Linked DNA regions of Mus musculus: all the other regions are linked to region 1. Evidence: chromatin contacts called from public Hi-C, HiChIP or PLAC-seq and promoter capture Hi-C data. All regions are on one chromosome and are shown on one strand. The core of a region is the stretch at or near the end of the contact, and the rest is flanking DNA. Distances in the headings are between cores, read along the strand shown.

Evidence for each region. Promoter capture Hi-C pulls out the DNA fragments that hold promoters and counts their contacts. Hi-C and Micro-C count contacts between places; a contact is called where the count stands out from the background. HiChIP or PLAC-seq counts read pairs in DNA pulled down with a chosen protein or histone mark.
Region 2: a contact with region 1 is called in a promoter capture Hi-C map of neutrophils, with 4 times the contacts expected there. The contact joins the promoter of Pelp1 here to the promoter of Slc25a35 in region 1. A contact is called at or near these places in 3 of 39 promoter capture datasets (liver and neutrophils).
Region 3: a contact with region 1 is called in a Hi-C map of B cells, with 5 read pairs. The contact joins the promoter of Rabep1 here to the promoter of Slc25a35 in region 1. A contact is called at or near these places in 1 of 39 promoter capture datasets (liver) and 1 of 484 Hi-C or Micro-C datasets (B cells).
Region 4: a promoter capture Hi-C map of liver shows a contact between it and region 1, with 2.5 times the contacts expected there. The contact joins the promoter of Alox12e here to the promoter of Slc25a35 in region 1. A contact is called at or near these places in 3 of 39 promoter capture datasets (liver and neutrophils).
Region 5: an H3K4me3 HiChIP or PLAC-seq map of pro-B cells shows a contact between it and region 1, with 8 times the contacts expected there. The contact joins the promoter of Stx8 here to the promoter of Slc25a35 in region 1. A contact is called at or near these places in 3 of 39 promoter capture datasets (the 3T3-L1 cell line, cranial neural crest and hippocampal neurons) and 1 of 115 datasets of contacts at active chromatin or transcription factors (pro-B cells).
Region 6: a contact with region 1 is called in a Hi-C map of B cells, with 5 read pairs. The contact joins the promoter of Inca1 here to the promoter of Slc25a35 in region 1. A contact is called at or near these places in 1 of 484 Hi-C or Micro-C datasets (B cells) and 1 of 9 other capture datasets (liver).

The regions. Positions count from the first base shown.
Region 1 is chr11:68,966,335-68,969,987 of GRCm38.p6, reverse strand. It overlaps Slc25a35 (solute carrier family 25, member 35), which reads right to left and starts at 1,857. Exons shown (of 5, transcript NM_028048.2): 1 at 951-1,857. The coding sequence starts at 1,325.
Region 2 is chr11:70,408,019-70,411,282 of GRCm38.p6, reverse strand. Pelp1 (proline, glutamic acid and leucine rich protein 1) reads left to right here and starts at 1,252. Exons shown (of 17, transcript NM_029231.4): 1 at 1,252-1,519. The coding sequence starts at 1,271.
Region 3 is chr11:70,843,451-70,846,724 of GRCm38.p6, reverse strand. Rabep1 (rabaptin, RAB GTPase binding effector protein 1) reads right to left here and starts at 1,964. Exons shown (of 18, transcript NM_019400.3): 1 at 1,717-1,964. The coding sequence starts at 1,750.
Region 4 is chr11:70,321,054-70,324,340 of GRCm38.p6, reverse strand. Alox12e (arachidonate lipoxygenase, epidermal) reads left to right here and starts at 1,811. Exons shown (of 14, transcript NM_145684.2): 1 at 1,811-2,019; 2 at 2,455-2,656; 3 at 2,828-2,909; 4 at 2,991-3,113; 5 at 3,202-3,287. The coding sequence starts at 1,885.
Region 5 is chr11:67,964,969-67,968,129 of GRCm38.p6, reverse strand. Stx8 (syntaxin 8) reads right to left here and starts at 1,672. Exons shown (of 8, transcript NM_018768.3): 1 at 1,613-1,672. The coding sequence starts at 1,629. Cfap52 (cilia and flagella associated protein 52) reads left to right here and starts at 2,488. Exons shown (of 14, transcript NM_027963.2): 1 at 2,488-2,608. The coding sequence starts at 2,539.
Region 6 is chr11:70,698,347-70,701,583 of GRCm38.p6, reverse strand. It overlaps Inca1 (inhibitor of CDK, cyclin A1 interacting protein 1), which reads left to right and starts at 1,429. Exons shown (of 7, transcript NM_001252484.1): 1 at 1,429-1,526. Kif1c (kinesin family member 1C) reads right to left here and starts at 1,036. Exons shown (of 23, transcript NM_153103.2): 1 at 875-1,036.

The DNA.
Region 1 (3,653 bases), core at 608-3,107:
CAGTAAAAGCTGCACTGGGCATGGTGGCACATATTGGTAATCAGAGCATCTGGGTGGCACAGGCAAGGAGGAGCAAGAGCTTCACGCCAGCTTGGGTTCCTAGTGAGTTTCCCATTAGCCTGGGTCATATAGCCAGGCTCTGCCTGTATCAAGGGAAAAGAGGGAAAGAGAGAGGGGAGAGAAAGGAGAGAGAGGAGAGAGAGGAAAGAGAGGAGAGAGAGGAGAGGGGGAGAGGGGAGAGAGAGAGAGGAGAGAGAGAGAGAGGAGAGGAGAGGAGAGGAGAGGAGAGGAGAGGAGAGGAGAGGAGAGGAGAGGAGAGGAGAGGAGAGGAGAAGAGAAGAGAAGAGAAGAGAAGAGAAGAGAAGAGAAGAGAAGAGAAGAGAAGAGAAGAGAGGAATATTGTCAGATGCCCACCATCTGCCGGGATCTATATGAACCCTTCATATGTACATCTCATGTGTCTCCTTCAGTCCTCTCAGCAACTTCACAAGAGTCTATAATTATTCCTGTCTTATCAACATGGCAACAATGAGTGCTAGGAAGTGTGATTCAAAGTTCAGTTGAATGCATACCGCTAGGATGCATACCTGTTAACTGAAGCACTGAGAAGACTCAGGGTGGACTGTAGTTAGAAGCCAGGCTGGGCTACAAGAGCAAGTGTTGATACTACAATATAGGGAGACCCTGCCTCAACAAACAAATGACACCCCAACTCAAAGGAGTTCTCCTTACGCTAAGTCTGTAATCTTCATCAACACATTGCAGAGTCTGTTGGGTGTCTGTGTATAAGGCAGATCAGAAGGCCTTGAAGCTTGCCAGCATTTTCCTGTGCCATTTTCTGCTTATGGGGCACAGCACCCTGTCACCAATGCCTTTGTAAAGGGCAGGCTCCCACCCTCTGCCAAAAGTCTTTTCTGAAAGCCCCAGACCAGACAGACCCCTCTTCTTACCATGTAGATTGGGCTTCCCAGATATGCTCCCATGACCCCAGCAAGGGCCCCAGCTGCGGCGCTGCGGACAGGACTGTGGGTGCCTTCATTAGTGTGCAGGTAACCCCGAGACTCTGCCAGCCCGTAGGTGCCCAGTCGGATGCCATTCATCAAGAACTGGTACAAGAGCGCAGGGCCCAGGCCCTTCTGCAGGGCAGCTAGGCCATCCACCTTGCCAATGGTGAAGAAGGCGTGGAAGACGTTTCGGTAGTGGCGCTGGTAGGTGCCTGGGGCCTGCAGTTCTCCCTGCAATTGCATTCTGGTCTTCACAACCTCCAAGGGATTGGTGAACACACAGGCTCCACAGGCTGCTACACCACTCATTAAGAAGTCCATGGTAAAGGTAGAAACAGCTTCAGAAAGCAGGGATGGATATGAACAACACCTGGCTCTTTGAAGCCCAGGCTGCAACAGGTAGAAATTTAAGAGAGCTAAATTGTCTGGGTCAAATGTCAAGAAGTCAAGTGAGGTTAGAGGGAGTTTGGGGATCAGAAGGTAGCAAAAGGAAAGAAAGAGGAGTGTAGTAGGGTATGGCAACAAGGCCCTGTTGACAAGGGAACTGAGATCAGGGAGGAGCAGAAGTTAGAAGCTGGCAGGTGGGAATGCCTAGGATGGGGGTACCAGAGCGTATCTTAGGAAAACGGAGTTACGAAATGGTAGCTGGAGAAGCAGGAAAAAGAAAAGCAACAACAGAAAAAGAATCAGAGGGAAAAGCCGAAGGTGGCTCGACAACAGCGAGAGGAGGGTTGTGAAAGAAGTTAGGATTCCGGCTAAGAATAAGCGTGGCAAAGTAGCTGCGGGAGCTAGAGCACCTTTACCCGAGGTAGTCTGCAGAGGCCGGGCGGCCACTCTCGGGTCCTTGGAACGCAGCGCCAATGGGGACTCTCCAAGAGCTGCAGCCGAGCGCCTCAGCCAATCAGCGAAGAGCCGGCTCAGCAGCCAATGGGAGGCGCTGCCATCGGCCGGGCCCTCGGCCTCAACTAAAACGGGTTGGGTTAACTCTCCTCGCCCCGGCTCCCAGGCCTGGCATTGGGAGGGTGCCGGAGGCGGGGAGATGTTTTTGGTTTTTGTTTTTGTTAATCACTGTCCAGGAACTGGGGTGGGCCGGGATGCAGAGGCTGAGCGCGGAGGGTTGGGCAGCGACTCCTGTGGGTGGCGGGCTCTCTGCGATCGTCCTCAATCCCAGGTCATCTCTGTTTGGGGTTTGCCTGACCGCAGACACGCCCAGCGCTGTTCGGATGCCAGGATAGTCCGGAAACTGCAGTCCCGCCCGCCGGGGCGATGGTACACACCTGCTGGACAGCACCCATCCCCTAAGGCCGAGTAAACTGTAGGGTCTAGTACCAGGGTGTGGCCAGCTGCGGGCGCCCAGGGAGGGAGGCCTGAAGGCCAGCCAGGGGAAAAAAAAAAAAAAAAACAAAACCTTGATCTTATTAAGCTCTTGATCGTCACAATGACCTAGAGGAGGCCGGGCAGGTCAAGACAAGGATTTCCATCTCCTCCTCAGCGAGGCTTAGGTTACAGAAACAGACTTGTTTCTTGTCCTTGCTTCATTCGTATGAATAATTATGAAAGAGCCCGGGGGGGGGGGAGGCTGGAAAAGAGCTTAAAGAGAAAGCTTGGAGAAAGAAGGTAGGAGTTTAGGTGGCGTCATTTGGGCGGCAGGAAGAAGCAGAGGGCTCACCTGAGTCAACTACCCTGCTTAGCGCTGAATTCCGGTTTATATTTTCCTTCCTACTATATAGATGACCGTGGGCAAGTTTCTTATCTTCTCAGGAACCCCTTGTAAAATGAGATAATATCTGTGGGACATACTCCAAAGGAGAGGTTGCCCTTGTGTTACACGCTCAGTAATTTACTGGGAAGTCTGGAGTTGACAGAACTCTTCCCACTTCCCCGAGGTCCCCGCAGCTTTCTTTGGTGACGTTCAGGTCAGGTTGAGCATCTTCTGATGGCTTTTCAAGTTGTCCCTATTCAGCCTCATTCTACTTTGTTCCTCAAACATACCTATTTTTAGGAATACCTCAAAAACATTCCTATTGTTCTTAGCTAGTGGTTAATTTCCCTACTTCACGATACTGGAAACTCTAGAAGCTTGGGGGTGGGAGAGAGGCAGATCTGAGTCTTAGGTTGTTTGCCAGACAACTTTGCTGTGTGTAGCCTTTAGGAGCCTCAAACTCAAAATCCTCCTGCCTCAGCATGTGGAGTGCTGAAGATTTCCAGCCTGCTGCCCTACTGGGTGACACCACACTTGGCTTCACACCCTGAGCTTAAAGCCTAGGGTTCTCAAAAGTATGGTGGCTATAGCAGCAGTAGTGCCTGAGAACTTAGAAATACATCCAGTCTCACTGGAAACTCCCTGAACCAGAAGAACTCTGCAGGTGGACCCCCACATTCTTTCACTAAGTCCCCCTGGGTGCTTAACATTCAGCATTACTGGGTGACACTTTCTGTCTTTAATACCAGATGCCCAAGAGATTGACAGATTTTAAGGTTTTTTTTGTTTGTTTATTTGTTTGTTTTGGTTTTTTTTTAAGTAATTTTTATTCTTTCTCAAGGCAGAGTTTCTCTGTGTAGCCCTGGCTGTCTTGGAACTCACTCTGTAGACCAGGCTCACCTCAAACTCACAGAAATCTGCCTGCCTCTGTCTCCCAAGTGCTGGGA
Region 2 (3,264 bases), core at 3-2,502, 1.4 Mb before region 1:
GAAGTCTGTGCAAAGGCCTTGGAATTGATGTTGCTGGAGGATAGAAAGAAGGCTAGTTTAGTCCAAGACTAGGAGAAGAAACAAAACAAAACAAAACCTCAAACATCTCTCCACCCCTAAAACAAAACAACAAAAGACCAGAGGAAGAAAGAAGTGCTTGTACAGCCTGAGGTCAGGTGGTATAGATTCTAGTCTGTGTAGGGAAATATTCTTATCTTTTTTTGTTTGTTTTTTTGAGACAGGGTTTCTCTGTGTAGCCCTGGCTGTCCTGGAGCTCACTTTGTAGACCAGGCTGGCCTTGAACTCAGAAATCTGCCTGCGTCTGCCTCCCAATATGCTGGGATTAAAGGCGTGTGCCACCACCACCCAGTTAATATTCTTATCTCTAGAAGCTACAGAAGGACTCTAAACTGGGAAGGACAAGCTTTCTTGGCTCCAATCTGTAATGTCAGCATTTGAACTTGTGAGCCTGAGGCAGGAATATTGCCACATCATGTCTGAGGCCAGCCTGTTAAAAAGCAAAAACAACAAAACAAAGAACTGGCTTATATCAGAAAAGCCCAATTCGGCTTTTGTGTGGTGTACAGACTGCAGAGGGAGGAAATAAGGCAATGCTGAGGCCTTTGAAAGTGATAGGTTAGCCGGGCGTGGTGGCGCACGCCTTTAATCCCAGCACTAGGGAGGCAGAGGCAGGTGGATTTCTGAGTTGGAGGTCAGCCTGGTCTACAAAGTGATTTCCAGAACAGCCAGGGCCCTGTCTCAAAAAACAAAACAACTGTGTATAGTAATGTAAATACACAAATGACTGTGGGTGTGTCTTGGGGACAGAGTGACACCTCTGCTACTTTGTGGCATGTGCACTGTTTGAGCTTGTTTTTCCATTGTTGGAAAAGCAGTTTAGAACGTTCCAGATTTCAGACTTGGGGTTGGCTCCTTAGATAGGATTACTAAGCCCAGGGAGAAGGTGACCAGAAGCCACGCTGGACTGAGATCTTTCAGACTCCCGCGCCTTTCCTGCAGACCACGTGTCCGGCCTGCGCAGCAACGCCTCCGCCCCGCCCTACAGCGCTCAGCCCGGGTTAGCAGTTTGCAAGCCGCCCCAACGCTGGCGCTCGCCCACATTGCGCATGCCCCCTCCTGCCGCAGGGCGCCAGCCCTCATTCATCCAGCCCAGCAGGCCGCAGCCCCCTCCTCAAGACCCCTCCCCGAGCGGCGTGCGTCGCACTTATGTTTGCGTCATCACGCCACGCCATTGCTCGAGCCTGTGAAGATGGCGGCGGCCGTTCTTAGTGGGGCCTCTGCGGGCTCCCCAGCTGGGGCTCCTGGCGGGCCCGGGGGTCTCTCTGCGGTGGGATCCGGCCCGCGTCTGCGTCTGCTGCTGTTAGAGAGCATTTCCGGGTTGTTACAGCCGCGAACGGCGTCCCCCGTGGCCCCTGTGCATCCCCCAATCCAGTGGGCCCCGCATTTGCCCGGGCTCATGTGCTTATTGAGGCTGCATGGGACGGCAGGTGGGGCGCAGGTAAGTCTGTGGCTCCCGCGGTCACCGTGGAAAGGCTGGTGAGGCGGCTGGGCACCGTGGTCCCGCCTTCCTGAAGCTGACACTGGAGCTGTGAGCTCGAGGAGAGCCGAGAGTGGAGAATAGAGCCACTTAACCATTGAGGACGCGATCCACAGACTTCATTACCTGCGCGTTCCCCAGAGCAGTATTAGGCCCCTTTTCTGTTAGGTCATTGATAAGCACAAAGCAATGAAGGGGCTCGGTTCCATCCCAGGTCCCCTGACTAGTTCAGTCCTCAGCGAAACTTCTTTTGGCGGCGTTTTCCCAGGGTAATTGAACACAAACATTTACTAGCTCTCAGCCAAGGGCCTACCCCTTCCTACTCGGCGCTCCAATTCCAGTCATAGTGGCGATGAGCAAAATGCCATAACACGAAACTAAATCTGGTATGAGTTTCCTAAACCGGTGTAGAGAGAGTATTTAGAGATTTCTCCAAAAGACCTGGAGTTTAAGATGAACAGGGGTTAGGTAGTGAAAGAAAATTAGAAGGGGTAGTTGAAACGTTAGAGGAACACTCGTGTAGGACGGGTTGGAAAATGAGGGCAATGTTTGGGTTCGGGGTTTAGGTGGTTAAAGAGAGTGGGTAGAGTTGAGGCTGGTGAGGTAGGCGGTAGACAATATGTTGTCTACCTGGTTAGGAGCCTGTGCACAAAATATTCACATGCGTTCAGTTCCTACAAGCTAGAAACCCAAGTGCCATCCTCGATATGTGGTTTCTTACACACTTCCATAAGCAGTCTGTGAAGTTCTGCCTTTTTTTTTTTTTTTTTTTTTTTCTTATGGAGGCAAAGTCTCACTATGTGGCTCTGGCTGGTCTGGAACTATGTAGACCAGGCTGGCCTAGAACTCCCCGAGATCCAGCTGCCTGTGGCTGGGCATCCGCCATCTTGTTCAGCTGTATGTGTGTTTATGTTAGTGGTTATGGGCCAAGGGTAGCAACGGTGCACACATCAAAGTCATAGGAACGTTTAGGTCCTAAGGTTCCTGTGTCAAGACAAGGTCTCTTGCCAGTGGTGGACTGTCTAGCCCGAGTGTTTATGTTGATGCTCTTTGGTTTTACCTTGTGTTTCTCAGTAGGGGACGCTGCGATTATAGATGCTTATACTACTATGGCTGGCTTTCGGATGGGCTCTGGAAGGCAGGATTGGGTGGCTTATATTCATTGTACTCCTCAGACAGTTGGGAATACTACAGTTAAATCTGCCCTCCTAATGGTCTTTTGTTTGTTTTGTGTGTTTTAGAAATCTCTCTGATTTTTTTTCAGTGACCTGAGTTTTTGTTGTGATGCACTTTTACTTCAGTAAGCCCTGCACACATGTGCACACGTGTTCCCCAATAGGCAGTTGGCACGTTTCTATAATGTTATGTCCTCTTCACGACTGCTGTGATCTACTGTGGCTATCACCTGGGCTTTGGGCAGCCACTTGTGCTGCTTTCTTCCTGGTGTTACCTTAGAGGTGTCTGCGGCCTCTCTGTCTCTCTGTCTCTTTCTCTCTGACATACATTTATGCCGCAAAGCAGAGAAAAGGGGAAAAAAGCAATTCCTAGTGAATAATGCACTTAGATTTATGTGATGCATTATGGGGGAGTAGCTGTTGACCACTCTGGCCGTTGAACGTGCGTTTTATTATCCTTTGTGTGTAGAGATCGTGGAAAAGCTGTATCACTAAGGAGCTGAGTGGGTCTTTTTGTTTCCCCTGGCAAAT
Region 3 (3,274 bases), core at 715-3,214, 1.9 Mb before region 1:
ATAGGAAGTAAACCTGCACTGAGAATAGCAAGAACATGAGATTCCTCAAAGCTAATGTTTTCCTCGCTTCTGCGAAGTGCTTAGTCACTTCTGCCTATTTGCAGGGAAGACCATTTCATATATTGAAAGAGGCAGGAAATTAAGAGTCCAGACTCATGTCACCTGAGTTGTCCATGGAAAGCAAAGGAAGGCAGCAGCCAGTTAAGCATACCTACCAGAAGTCAGAGCTTTCTCTGTATTCTGCCTCTGTCTGCAGTAACAAGGAGGGTTTGTAAAGTTTTCCTCCCTGACACCAAATACAAAAGGTGAGAGTTAAAAGAAGGTCCAAAAAACATCCCTGTTTCCTGACAGCCCACCAGAAACACCTCCCTTCTCTTTATTGGAATAGAAACATCGAGCAAGTTAAAGTCTAGGCTGGACATTACCCCTTAGGCAACTAACAAAACCCAAAACTAGAGGCTAACAATCTTTAGAGAACACTTCCCAGAGAGCAGCAAGAGTCTCAAAATCTGATAACATTGTTTCCAGTTCCCCTACCGCAAGAACAAACAGAGGTTTTCACAAAAGATCATTTCAAGAGACTACTCTTGGAAAAGGCCAAGAACCTCCTGAGCCAACCACCACATCCCAACATTCTACTTACAGGTAAAGATGCTAAGCACAAAAGCCAATTAGAAAAGTACACCTGAAAGAACTTTCCCAACTAGATACAGTAAGATCTTGCCAAGGACGGAGCACATTCTTTCCAAACATAACTCCCGGTTGACGACAACAACACCTGAAACAATGTGGTCAAAACTCTGGGGCAGAGCTCAGTCGGTTTAAAGGTCATAAAGGGTTCTAATAACCATCATGGCTTATTTAGAACAAGGCCCTTTTTTTCTTCCAATATGAGCATTATTAAGACAGTCTGTCCTGCACGTCTAAGTCTTGGCTACTCAGGAAACTGAGGCAGGATAGCTCAGGAGTTTCAGGTCATCATGGTCCACAAAGTGAGACCCCATCGCTTGAACGGTAGAGACGGAATGGAGAAGACGATTGACTCCTCGATTTCGGCCCACTCGAGCACCTTTTCATCCCTAACACTCTCGAAATAATACTAAACTATCCTTTTACAGATGAACGTTGCCATCTTTATCGCCTGGCCCAAGACTTGCCCATCTTTCTCGATAAAGAGACATGAATCAAGCGCTCTTCGTTCGTCAGAAACTGAGGCCCTAAGAGACTAAGATATGAGCCCGGCCTTACCATGAAGCAACACAACCACTCAAAAGAATGCTACCCAATGCTTAGGATCACAGTTACTTTTACAAGTCCGGTGCAAAGAGCGCTGGAGCGTGGCCTGAGGAGGCGGGAGCGGAGGTGGGGCGAGAGGGCACACGGCCACTACCAAGGCGAGGGCTCGCGTTTTCTTTAAGGAATATAGCACATGCTCTCCATTTCCATCCTCCCCACCCGAGGAACCCACGTGCTGATCCCACCGCACCTTCCTCTCCGCCGGCTCCCTCCCTGCAGCCTCCCCACGCCCTTCCCCGCGGCCGCCCGCGCGCGCCTCCCTCTCCCTCCCCAGCCCGGCTGCCCCAGCACGCGTCGCCCGCGCGCCCCCGCCTCCAGTCCGTGGGTCACCCCCGGGCCCGCGCGCGTGCCCTTCCTGCCCCCAAGGGCCCCCACGACGCTGCGCCGGGCAGGCCGCGCCCGCCATGGTGGGCGCCTCACCGTCAGGCTGGGGAGCCGGGCCCGGCTGCGCCATGGCCAGTGGGCGGCCTCGGAGAACGGGGATGGGCGGGGAAGCGGCGTCCCGGGATGCCGCGGGCTCAGCTGGCGGAGGAGGCGTCGACCGAGCCGCGGCCACCGCCGCCCAGGGAGGAACCGCTAAGGCTGGAGCCGCCGGCGCCGCCACAGCCTCGGGCAGAGACGGACCGGAGCGCCGACCTCCGCCTCCTCATCCTGACAGCGGGAAATAAGCAGTGCGCAGGCGCGGGGGGATGGGACGGCACGTGACGCTGGCCTAAGGGAGGGGCGGGGCCTCAGGAGGGAGGGAGACCAGGGAGGAGGGGTCCGGGGCCTGGGAGCCAGAGGGAGGCTGATGAGAGAGCTATGGGTGTTGGAGACTGGCGGCTGCAAAGACGAAGACTGTGCAAGCTCTTGGCTCCCAGGACACAGACAAAAATATCAAGCTGAGTGAGGAGACCCTGGGTGCACGCGAACCCAGCCGCTACTTTGCCTAGTTGTGTGTCCTTGAGAAAGTCCCTTAACCTCATAACCTTGAAAAGTAGAGCGGCTAAGAAAAGTTTAAATGAGGATATAAAGTAGGAAGAATTGTTATGGCCAGAACTTGGTCTGGTCCCCAGATGTGCAAGCCAATGCACTTTTTCCATTAAGCGACTATGTTTGACTTTAACGTGATCAGCCCAGAGAAGCTGTTGGAGATACAGCCAGACGCAGTGCTTGCATTCTTGACAGGAGAAAGTGCCACCCTTCTGCCTGGGCAAGAGAGCCATACGGAGACTCCAGACTTTCCTTTCCAGCCTCATTCAGACCTTGCTGCCTTCCTAGGGCAAGGGGTCTACACAGTCTGGCACTTCAGGACCAAGTCCACCTGCCTTCCTATGAGCCCAGAATTCCCTCCCTGGGTAGCTGAAGCTGTAGTCTCTCATTTTTCTATAAGACAGGGTGTAAACGTTTCTCAACGTGCCAGAGGGCAGCTGCATTTGGAGGAGGTGGCACAGCACTTACACATTTGAGCTGCTCTGTGTGTTCACAGATCCTTCGTGGTGCAAGACAGGTGAGGAAAGAAGGAAGACAAGCAACAGACCAGGAGCCCAGCCAGGGCTTACGCTCCTCTCACCAGCTTATTCAAGTGCACATACCCCCAAAGGCCAGGGATCTATGCTAGTCTTTTTTTCTCCCTCCTGCAGTCCTGGGGATTTAACCTTAAGCATAGTAGGCAAGCACTCCACTACTCAGCTATAGCAATAGTTCTTGTTCTGTTTTTTTAATTTTGAAACACCCTCTCCCTAAATGGCCCAGGTTAGCCTTGAGTCTGCAATCCTGCTTCATCCTCCTGAGAAGCTGAGATTTCAGGGTTGGACCACTACTAGGTCCTACTTTTTCTTTTTCTTTCTTTCTTTCTTTCTTTCTTTCTTTCTTTTTCTTCTTCATTTATTCTGATTCTAAAAGTTCTAAGCTCAAGTCTGCTCCAGAGTCACTGCAGATGCCTACATTCAAACCATAATAGTCATTAATGGTTTGACTTTAGTCAAAGTAGAAGACT
Region 4 (3,287 bases), core at 562-3,061, 1.4 Mb before region 1:
CCATGAGAAAGAACACAGGACTCTGGAGCCTGTCATGGAAAAACTGCAATTCCGGGCAGCCTGGGCTAAATGGAGTATAATGAGAACATGTATCAATGGGGGGATACGTGAACTATGATTATTGTAAAATTGTGCAACCCATAAACAAATATTAGCACTGGGATGGTAGCATAGCTATATTTTTAAAATTAGAATCAAATAGAATATTCTCTGACTATATAAGCAAGATGCATTTAAAAAGCCCTGCCATGATACTGATGCGAAGTAGCCAAGATAACTGTTTAAAAAATAAAAAGCCAGGCATGGTGGCACAAGCCTTTAATTCCAGCACCCAGGGGCAGAGGCAGAGGCAGAGGCAGAGGCAGAGGCAGAGGCAGAGGCAGAGGCAGAGGCAGAGGCAGAGGCAGAGGCAGAGGCAGAGGCAGAGGCAGAGGCAGAGGCAGAGGCAGAGGCAGAGGCAGATGGATCTCTCTGAGTTCAAGACCAGCCTGGTCTACAGAGTGAGTTCCAGGACAACCAGGGCTGTCTCAGCTCTCCTGGGAAGGGCGAGTGCAGGACCACAACTGGGCTCACAGAGACCTGGGGACCTGGGACTCTGCAGGGGTCCTGGAGTGAAAGGAACACAAGAAAGGGGTTGGGCCTGTCTCCAAAAACAAACAACAAGAAAGGCTGAGGGAAAACTGGTAAAGAACTAGACAAGTTGCATTTAGTGTTTGTTCTGCAAGATCCTTCAAGCACCCGCTCCACTATAAACTAATGGCAAGTCCGTGTCCTCCCCCCCCCCCCCCCCCCGTTTGTCTGAGAAAGTACATCTATACTTTTAGATTCAGGTCTCAGTCGCATGTTTTTTTGTTTTGTTTTGTTTTGTTTTGTTGTTTTTGTTTTTGTTTTTGTTTTTTTCGAGACAGGGTTTCTCTGTGAAGCCCTGGCTATCCTGGCACTCACTTTGTAGACCAGGCTGGCCTCGAACTCAGAAATCCGCCTGCCTCTGCCTCCCGAGTGCTGGGATTAAAGGCGTGCACCACGCCCGGCTCTCAGCCGCATGTTTTGACGGACTCTTCGACCACGAGGCAAGGGATCAGTTAGTTAAGTAGTTAGCTCTTAAGCAAAATCCATTGTGGATTCAGGGACTTTTGTCCACAGGAGCACAGGAGCACCTGGACAGAGGCAGGAGTGTCACAGGACAGAGAGGTATACCCCTGTACTCGCTCTGAGGAGGAAGGGGGGCCGAACTCTGGGAGATGTGGTGGGAAGACTTAGTCCTGAAGAGAGTCCTCTCTCCTGTTCCTTTCCCTGTCCCCTTCCCTGCAGTTTGTCCACAGTATGGGTGCTCAGCCTAAAGCTTTGTCTTCAAAGATCAGGTTTCAGGGAGGTCCAATGGAAACTTCCAGACTATAGGGAAATTCCAAACTCCCTCCTCGGGCTCTCCAGTTTGAACAATGAACACCTCTACTGCACCTGTCCTCAACAAAAACAACAACAAAACTCTTTGGTCCTTGCCAAGATGCTAAGCTCACTTCCACGGAAAAGCGCGCCCCACCCAAAGCCTTTCTACTGCTGTCATCACTGCCTGCTGCGCTTTTTTTTTCCACTAAAATTGGGTGGGCGTGAGACTTAGCTAGCTGATGTGCTTAGCTCAGGGCTGGGCATGAAGCCCTTGCCAAGAAAACAAGGTAGGGATGCATTTTTGGAAACTGCTGGCAAACCATCTAGAGACAGTGAAGGTGAGAATCAGATACCTGCTCCTTAGTTGGGGAGGGACCTGAGTGGGCGGGGGCAATTCAAATACACCAAACTCTGGTCTAGGTGTGACTCTCTGGAGGCAGCCTCTCAGATCCTCTTAAGAGCAGTTTCCCCCCAGGTCCCTCTAGAGGATCAGCCGAGATGGTCAAGTACAAGATCCTCGTAGCCACTGGAGACTCGGTTTTTGCGGGCTCCGCCAACCTGGTGCATCTGTGGCTGGTGGGCGAGCATGGAGAGGCGGACCTTGGGAAGCAGCTGCGGCCACTGCTGGGAAGGGTGAGTGCCGGCCACTACGTGGGGCTCTCGCGGAGAACCGGGGATCTGAGACTCTGCAGGGGTTCTGGGAACTGTGGGGAGGGGAGGAAGCCTGATCCCAGAGAACCACTGAGAAGGTGATCCGGGAGTGATAGCAGGCGCAGGTGGGCTGGCTGCGAGAAAAGGGGACAGAGAAAGGAATAGGAGAGAGGGGCTGGGCAGAAAGAGGGGGCGGGGATGAGACAACACTGGGGAGCGCTGCAGGTGCACAGAGGAGCCTGGAGCCCAGCAGAGCGCCCCGCTCCTTCCTCGACGCCACTCGGTTCAGGTCTCTTTCCTTGAGTGCTTCTTAGAAGGGCAATTGGAGCCAAAGCCAAGCTTCTCCGAGGGCTCACTGACACTGCTGCCCACACGGAGGACCCCAGACTTGCTTAGGAGCTGTGTCCTATCCCACAGAAGACAGAGCTGGAGGTCGACGTCCCCTTGCATCTAGGGCGCCTCCTGGCGGTGAAGCTGCGCAAACAGAAAGGCCTATTGGATTCTGACTGGTTCTGCAAGAGCATCACTGTGCAGGGCCCTGGGACCCAAGGAGAAGCCTTTTTCCCCTGCTACAGTTGGGTGCAGGGCAAGGAGACTATCTGCCTAACCGAGGGCACTGGTGAGGACTCTGGCGGTGCCGCTGAAGGATGCAGGAGGTCGTTGGGCTTGTTATGAAATAAATTACAGAAAAGATTAGAGATAGAGGGGAGCGGGGGAGACGAGAAAGGATGAGATGGAGGGCACAGAGCGGTGCCCTAAGAGGACACACTTTTGTGTCTGCTTCTTCCAGCCCTGAAGGTAACTGATGACACTCAGAACCTGTTTAGGAAGTATCGAGAGCAGGAGCTGGAGAACAGAAGGAATGTGTATCGGTGAGTTCAAGAAAACTGTCGATCGCCCTCTAGAGCCTCCAAACCCACTGTCTCACGTAAGGCTCCGTATCTGTTCCCCAGGTGGGGCTCCTGGAAGGAGGGATTAATCCTGCCTATAGCAGGGAGTACTGAACGGGACCTCCCCCGGAACCAGAGATTCATGAAGGATAAGGATTTAGATTTTTCCCTCTCTCTGGTCAAAGAGTGAGTACTTGGTTGAGTTTGCGCAGTTTCGCCTTAAGCTGTAAGGTGGGCTCTTTCTTGATCTTCTTGCACGGTGTTCTTTGCACAGGTTGAAGAACTTTGCTATTAAGGGGACTCTAGATTTTGTAAGTCGTGTACAAAAGCTGGAAGATTACCAGAAAGTATTCCCACATA
Region 5 (3,161 bases), core at 423-2,922, 1.0 Mb after region 1:
TTGGGCCGACTCTAAACAAGACTAAAGCAGATTTCCCTATGGGAAGGAGGAGCCGAGTCTAAGCACTGTGGAAGGCACATGGCATAAGCAAAGATGAAAGAAGAAAGCATGCCTGGCACGTTCTGCCACGCGGTGGTCCTGGGAGGAAGGTATAGTGCAAGCAGGACAGATGAGCAGAAGTCAATTCTCTGCACAGCGTGGCACGGGGGTCTAATGAGATCAGACTTACGGGAGAATTTTACCCAAGACACTGAAGCATTTCAACTCTTTTACTGTTAGTCTTAACTGTTTGACTCAGCGGCTTTCTCGTTTGCCAGCTGAAAGCTTTCTGGTCTTGCTGGGGACCAAACCCAGGGTGTCTTGCGTGTGCTAAACAATCGTTCTACAACCGGGCTAAAATTTGAAATAAGTTATGTACACTCAGATGATGCACTGATACACATTAAAAATCATGTTTTTAAGACTACCTTTTAAGGACATGGAGAAATGCTCCCTCCCTGCTTTGTAAAATACAAGCAGGATATAGATCCAAACAATAAATGCATTGGAAAAAAAGGTGAGCACTGATTGCTTCCGAGGGATAGGGGTGCTTTTTACTCCCTTCAGATACTCAGCAGTCTCTCAATTTTCTACCAGGGGTGTATACAATAGTTAAAACTTTAGGACAAAATTCAGCACTTGGCTGGGCTTGGTAGCAGAGCCACCATTTTGGAGACTGAAGCAAAAGGGTCAGGGATTCAAGATCAACTTGGGCTCCCCGAGACACTGAAAAACAAACCAACAACAAACAATTCAGCAACTGGCCCAAATAGCCTAGATCCCAGATAACTCTAATTCTGACCTTGGGATCCACTCTCTTAATATTCAAATTTATCTGCCATCAAACAACTACAAATTGTACCGGAAACACCACCATAAGGCATATTCTCCAACACAAACTTTATAGGAATGCAGTGTTATAAATTATTCATCAGGAAGGTCAGGACTTTATAGCAATTTGTTCCTTGTACAAAGATGTTTTTCATCATTCTCTCCTTGGGGTCTCTTTGCTGAATAAATGGACCTTATCAGGCACTTCCTACTTCGTGCTGACATAAGTCTTCATGCTACTGATGCAGGAAAAGTGCAAAATTTCCCCTCCCAATGTCCTACAAGTTTTCTGTGAAAAGCCCATAGCACCCGTGCCCAACTAGCTACTAACTGGTGACCATGGAGTGTGAACTTCAGTTTATAACCTTTCTGGGGATTACTGGGTGAAGGGATACCCCACCAAAAGGTTATTTTGACCTCACTTTTACAGGAGCCTGGGGAAGTCTATGCATGCAGTCAGCCACAAGCATGATGGGCAAGAAGCCCCAGAAAAGGGGGGCAAATATTCGATTGCTCAAGTCCCAGCTCCCCCAGGTCATAGCCTACCCTAGGACCACAGAGTTAGCACCGAGTAGGCAGTACGTGGCTGAGTCCCCTCAACAGGGGGAGGATTCTCGCTGATCTTCATCCCTAAGGCCGCCAGCCTCAAGCTCAAAGATGGGCAGGGTCTCTGCCAGTCCCTGGAAGCCAGTTCCACCCCCAAGTTAATCCCCATACTCTGCTGCCATCACCGGCAACTCACCAGGGGTCCGGGGCCATGGTGCAGTCTCCGCCCGCAGCTGGGACACTTCCTGCTCGTAGCAGCTGACTACGGCGGCCCGTGCGGCTCATTCCCCGCAGTTCGGAGAGTGCGCGACCCGAGCCCAGAGTTTGCAAAGTGAAACCTGTTTTAATTGACCTCAGAACGACGTCCCCGCTACCCAGAGCGCACCCCTAAGGGAGTGGGTAGCAAGAATCTATTTTTGTTAATTCACATGAATTGCTGGACGCAAGAAAAATAGTTAAATTGTTGAGCAGAATCAAAACATTTTCCCAGGGAATGGAAACGCGTCAACCCCGGCTCTCTGTATTTTTCTTCTTAATTCAAAACAGCAAGACAAGCTGGGTGTGATAACTCAAGCCTGGAATTCCAGCACTTGGATGGCTGAGGCAGGAAATATACATACAGGCAACATATGTACCATACATGCATGAATACATACATACATACATACATACATAAAAATAGTTGCATACTGTACTAAAACGTTTTTAGTGATTTTTTTAAATTTTTCTTTTAAAAAGAAGTATCAATGCCATGTTTTTTATAGCAACCTATTCATCATAGGCAATTCTCTGTGCTCAATTATTCTGTGTTCAATTATTTTTAATAATCATCACGAGGGGCTTAATTGTATAGTTTTTAAAAAGTCACAGACCTGTACACGGGAGAGGAGGAAATTTACCTTGTGCACTTAGCGTCAACCTACCACCTACATTTCCAGAATGGATAAAATACATACTAAGGAAGTCCTCCCAACATTTGCAAGAGGGGAAATCAACTCAAACACAGTGGGCTGGGTTTCTGCTCCTGCATGAACCTAGCACGCATGCGTGCGCCAGTTACCATGACGACCAGGAGACGCTGCACCCTGGAGTTGAAGAATCAATGAGCTGAAACTCTCCAGGATGGAAGAACAAGTTTTACCCGAGCTGGATGTAGCAGAACTGGAGCTTCAGGCTGTGATCGGCTTCAATGGTGAGACCTTGAGCAACCATGATTTGATGCCTCAGGGACAGTGAGACGCTGACCTGGTAGCGCCTGAGAGGCAGTGGGAATAGCGGCAAGAGTGTGGCCAGGCACCACCCGCCCCAGGATGGTGGCAGATCTGGGCCTCATTCCTGAGCCTCAGGAACTGGCATGGGTGTAAGAGCTCAGATAAAGCTCCTCCAGAGACCAAATGAGCCTAACTCGGTAGGAGTATGAATAAGGGTCTTTCCCAAAGTAAGAACTCAAAGGTTTAAGACCAGGATAGAAGGGAAGTAGGACATTAAGGGAGAAACCTTTTTAATTCTGGAGGGGCCTTCTTGTGGTGCTCACACTTTATTTGTGACTGTCGTGGTAAATATTGAGAGAGAAATGCTGTGATTGGGGGTCGTGTTTGGCGTGTAGCGAAAAGGCAAGGAGTTAAATTTTAGGGGGAAAATTGATTTTTTAAAACGAATGTAGTGCCTGAAAGCTTTACCGTTGAAAGGATGCGGTGCGGAACGATTACAGAGTAAATAAAGGTTTAAGCGCTCCTGGCATTAAC
Region 6 (3,237 bases), core at 180-2,679, 1.7 Mb before region 1:
GGAAAGCCAAGGGAAAAGGAAACAGGTTGGTCCTAACCCAACCTGGGGCTAGTGCTATGGCGTCCACTAGCCTGGGGAAAGTGCCAGGCTGCAGCCTAGGAATGTGGGTGATCCGGGTGCCCACACCCTAGGAGGAGAGTCTAAGCAGCCCACGCCCACGGATAGCAGGGTGAAGACTTCAAAAAGAAAAAGAAAAAAAGAAAGAGATCAACGATGCTGCACTCCCACCTGTAGCCCCCAAAGACCGCCAATTTCTGTCATGCTATTTGGGCCTCACCTCCCCAGCCTTCCTAGGCAGAGCAGGGGAGGAGTGAAGGGGCTGGTTTATCCCACCACAGGAAGGGAGTAGCCGAAATCACAGAGACTGGCTCAGGAAGACTAGTCCTGACCCCCAAAACCCTAACTAGGGGAGGGAAGGGCACCAGGGTGGACAGGCAATATGACTCGTCCGAAGCTAAGAAAACAAGGAATTGGGTGGCAAGAATAGGGTACAGCGGGGTAAAGATATAGGGAGTAGGTGCAGGGTCTGCAGGTCCTGCTTTAAAGGCGCACTGGGGAGGAGGCTAGGTGGGGCAGACCGACTCCAAAGGGGGTCTCGGGTCACCTGCACCTTGCCCACTGGCAGGTCTCCAACAAGCCCCCGCCTGTCCTCTCTGGGCGGCCATGAGTTCCTGGTCCTCCAGTCCAGCCAACCGACGGCTGCCCGGGGCCTGGCACCTCTCTGCGCCTCCGCGGGATAAATAGCACATGATCCGAGCTCTCGCGCCTAGCCCGCTTGGCCGGGTCGTGCAATCGGGACCTCGGAACTCCGGCTCCCCGCCCCACAGCGCATTCCTCCGCGGGCGTCCCCTCCCTGCCCCCCACCGGCTCTCACCTCGTCGCGGCAGGACTCCCCGGCGGAGAGCAAAGGGACAAACTTTCTGGGATGCCTAAGACCGGCGAGGGAGAGACCGGGGGCCAGTTCGGGGCTGCCCCCGCCCCTCGCCGGGTCCCCGGGCGGCGGGCGGCGGATCGCGCCCCGGGGGCGGCAGCAGAAGCGGCGCCAGCGGCCGGCGCCCGCCCGGGCAGCGCGAGCTGGGGCGGGAGCGAGGGGCGGGGGACGGACGGACGGGCGCGCGCGCGGACGGGCGAGCGGGCACGCGCTGTCCCGGGAAGGAGCCACCCGGGTCACTCTAGTTAAAGGGGCAGTGCACTCTGACAGTAGGGCTCGCCGGGCAGAGACAGGGAAACTGAGTTGCGGACACTAAGGGAAAGCAAATCACCAGAACGTGGGAAAACTAGCGCTCCTGAGGAGTCGGGAAAGGCGAGGTCGGACGCAGGAGGGGACTTAGGCCGGAGCCGCGCACGTCGTCGCCGTCAGAGGCGCGCCTAGGGGGCGGGGCTTAATGGCAGACCACGCCCAGGAGGCGGTCCCCCTCAGGCCCGGCCTTCAGGCGAGCCAGGCAAGTGGGGCGACCGGGCTCACTACGGAGCTGCTCCTTCCTGCCCGACCTGAGGTTCCAGAACTCGCTTCGCAGTTGCCTCAGGTGATGGGGCCAAATGCAGAGACGTCGCCGACATAGCCGCACGGACGCTCTCTTCTCAGATAGCCTTCTGGTTTGACTCCCGGACCGCCGCCTCAGCCCGTCAGCCCCAGTCAGCCCCAGTCAGCCCCTCAGGCTCAGGTGGCCTCTTAGGCCGCTGTTGCCTTCTCAGGGCCGGTGAAGGAGACCCCTGCCTGTCCAGCCTGGTTTGCCCATGTCCCTAAGCTCACCACCCCAGTTTTGCCTTCCTGCCTATTACCAAAGATTTGGCTATAGACCCCAGTCTTCCTGCCAGAGGTCGCCTTGGCCCCTTTAGACCTAGTTCTCCACCCCCCCACCCCCCACCCCCCCCCCCAGTAAGGCTACCCCAACACCAGGCTCCTCAGCCAGGGCGACACCTTTCAGATGCCCATCCACCCTCTTAGTTGTATCTTGCTGCCAAGGTCTTGACTATCCCCTGGTCAACTATCCATTCCGTCTGGCTGCCTTAAACCCCTTAGATCTAGGTCACCCACTCAGGCACAGCCATCCAAATTCCTCATTGCTCCTTTAGTTCTAGACCCCCTACGAATTCAGGATATCCATTTTTTAGATCTCACACTAAACAGCCCAACTCTCGACCATCTGCCACTTCAAGATACTCCTTTTGCTTTTAATCTTCCTCAACATTTCTCAGCTCAGTTTAGCTGCCCTTGATTTTGTTTTGTGATGGACTGGGTCTCTCTTTGTAACCCCTACCCCCAGGCTAGCCTTAAACACTCAACCCTGTGTTAGCTGCCTGAATGCTGGGGTCACAGGATTGCAAAACTATGCCTGGCTCACTCTTTGGATAACCTTTGCTTGTAACATTTTCTGATTTTGTCCTTTATGCCAGCCAACATGCACTCCTAACTTACCAGGCAGTTTATTGTTTAGGGTCCCAGGGCCTTGGGCATGTCGGCAAGCTCTCTGCCACTTAACTGCAGTCATATTGCTTCCCCAGCTTTTTTTTTTGTTGTTTCATTTTGGACAGAAATCTTGTTTTAAACCAGTCTGGAGTCAAAACTCAAAGATTAAGTCTCCTGAGCCTTTGGGATTACAAGTCTGTATATCACTCCTGGCTTTTACCTAGTATTTGTTCATTTATTTAATTTTATTTTTCTGGACTTCTCTAGAATTCTTTAAAAATAATTAAGTATTTTTGTGTTTCATGTGTGCATATGTGTAGAGATCAGATCCAGAGATTGAATTTAAGTCATCAGGATGGGGCAACAAGCAATTTTATCCATTTGTCCATCTAGTATATACTTTTTAAGATTTTATTTTTAAGCTGGGCAGTGGTGGCATATGCCTTTAATCTCAGCACTTGGGAGGTAGAGGCAGGCAGATCTCTGTGAGTTTGAGGACAGCCTGATCTCAGAGCCAGTTCCAGGTCAGACAGGGATACACAGAGAAATGCTGTCTCAAAAAGAGAAAAAAAAATAGTCTTAATTAATTACATATGTGCTCATATTTGTGCATGTGGGTGTATGCCGGTATGGGTGCCTGTGGAGGTCAGAAGAGGGTATCAAATCCTCTAGAGGGGAGTTAGGAGTTACACGTGTAAGCCATCTGACATGGATGCTGGGAACCTAACTCAGGTCTTCTCCAAGAGCAGCAAGCACTCTTAACCACTGAGCCATCTCTCCAGCTCTCATAGCTAACATTTTTAATATTAATACAATTATACACCCCT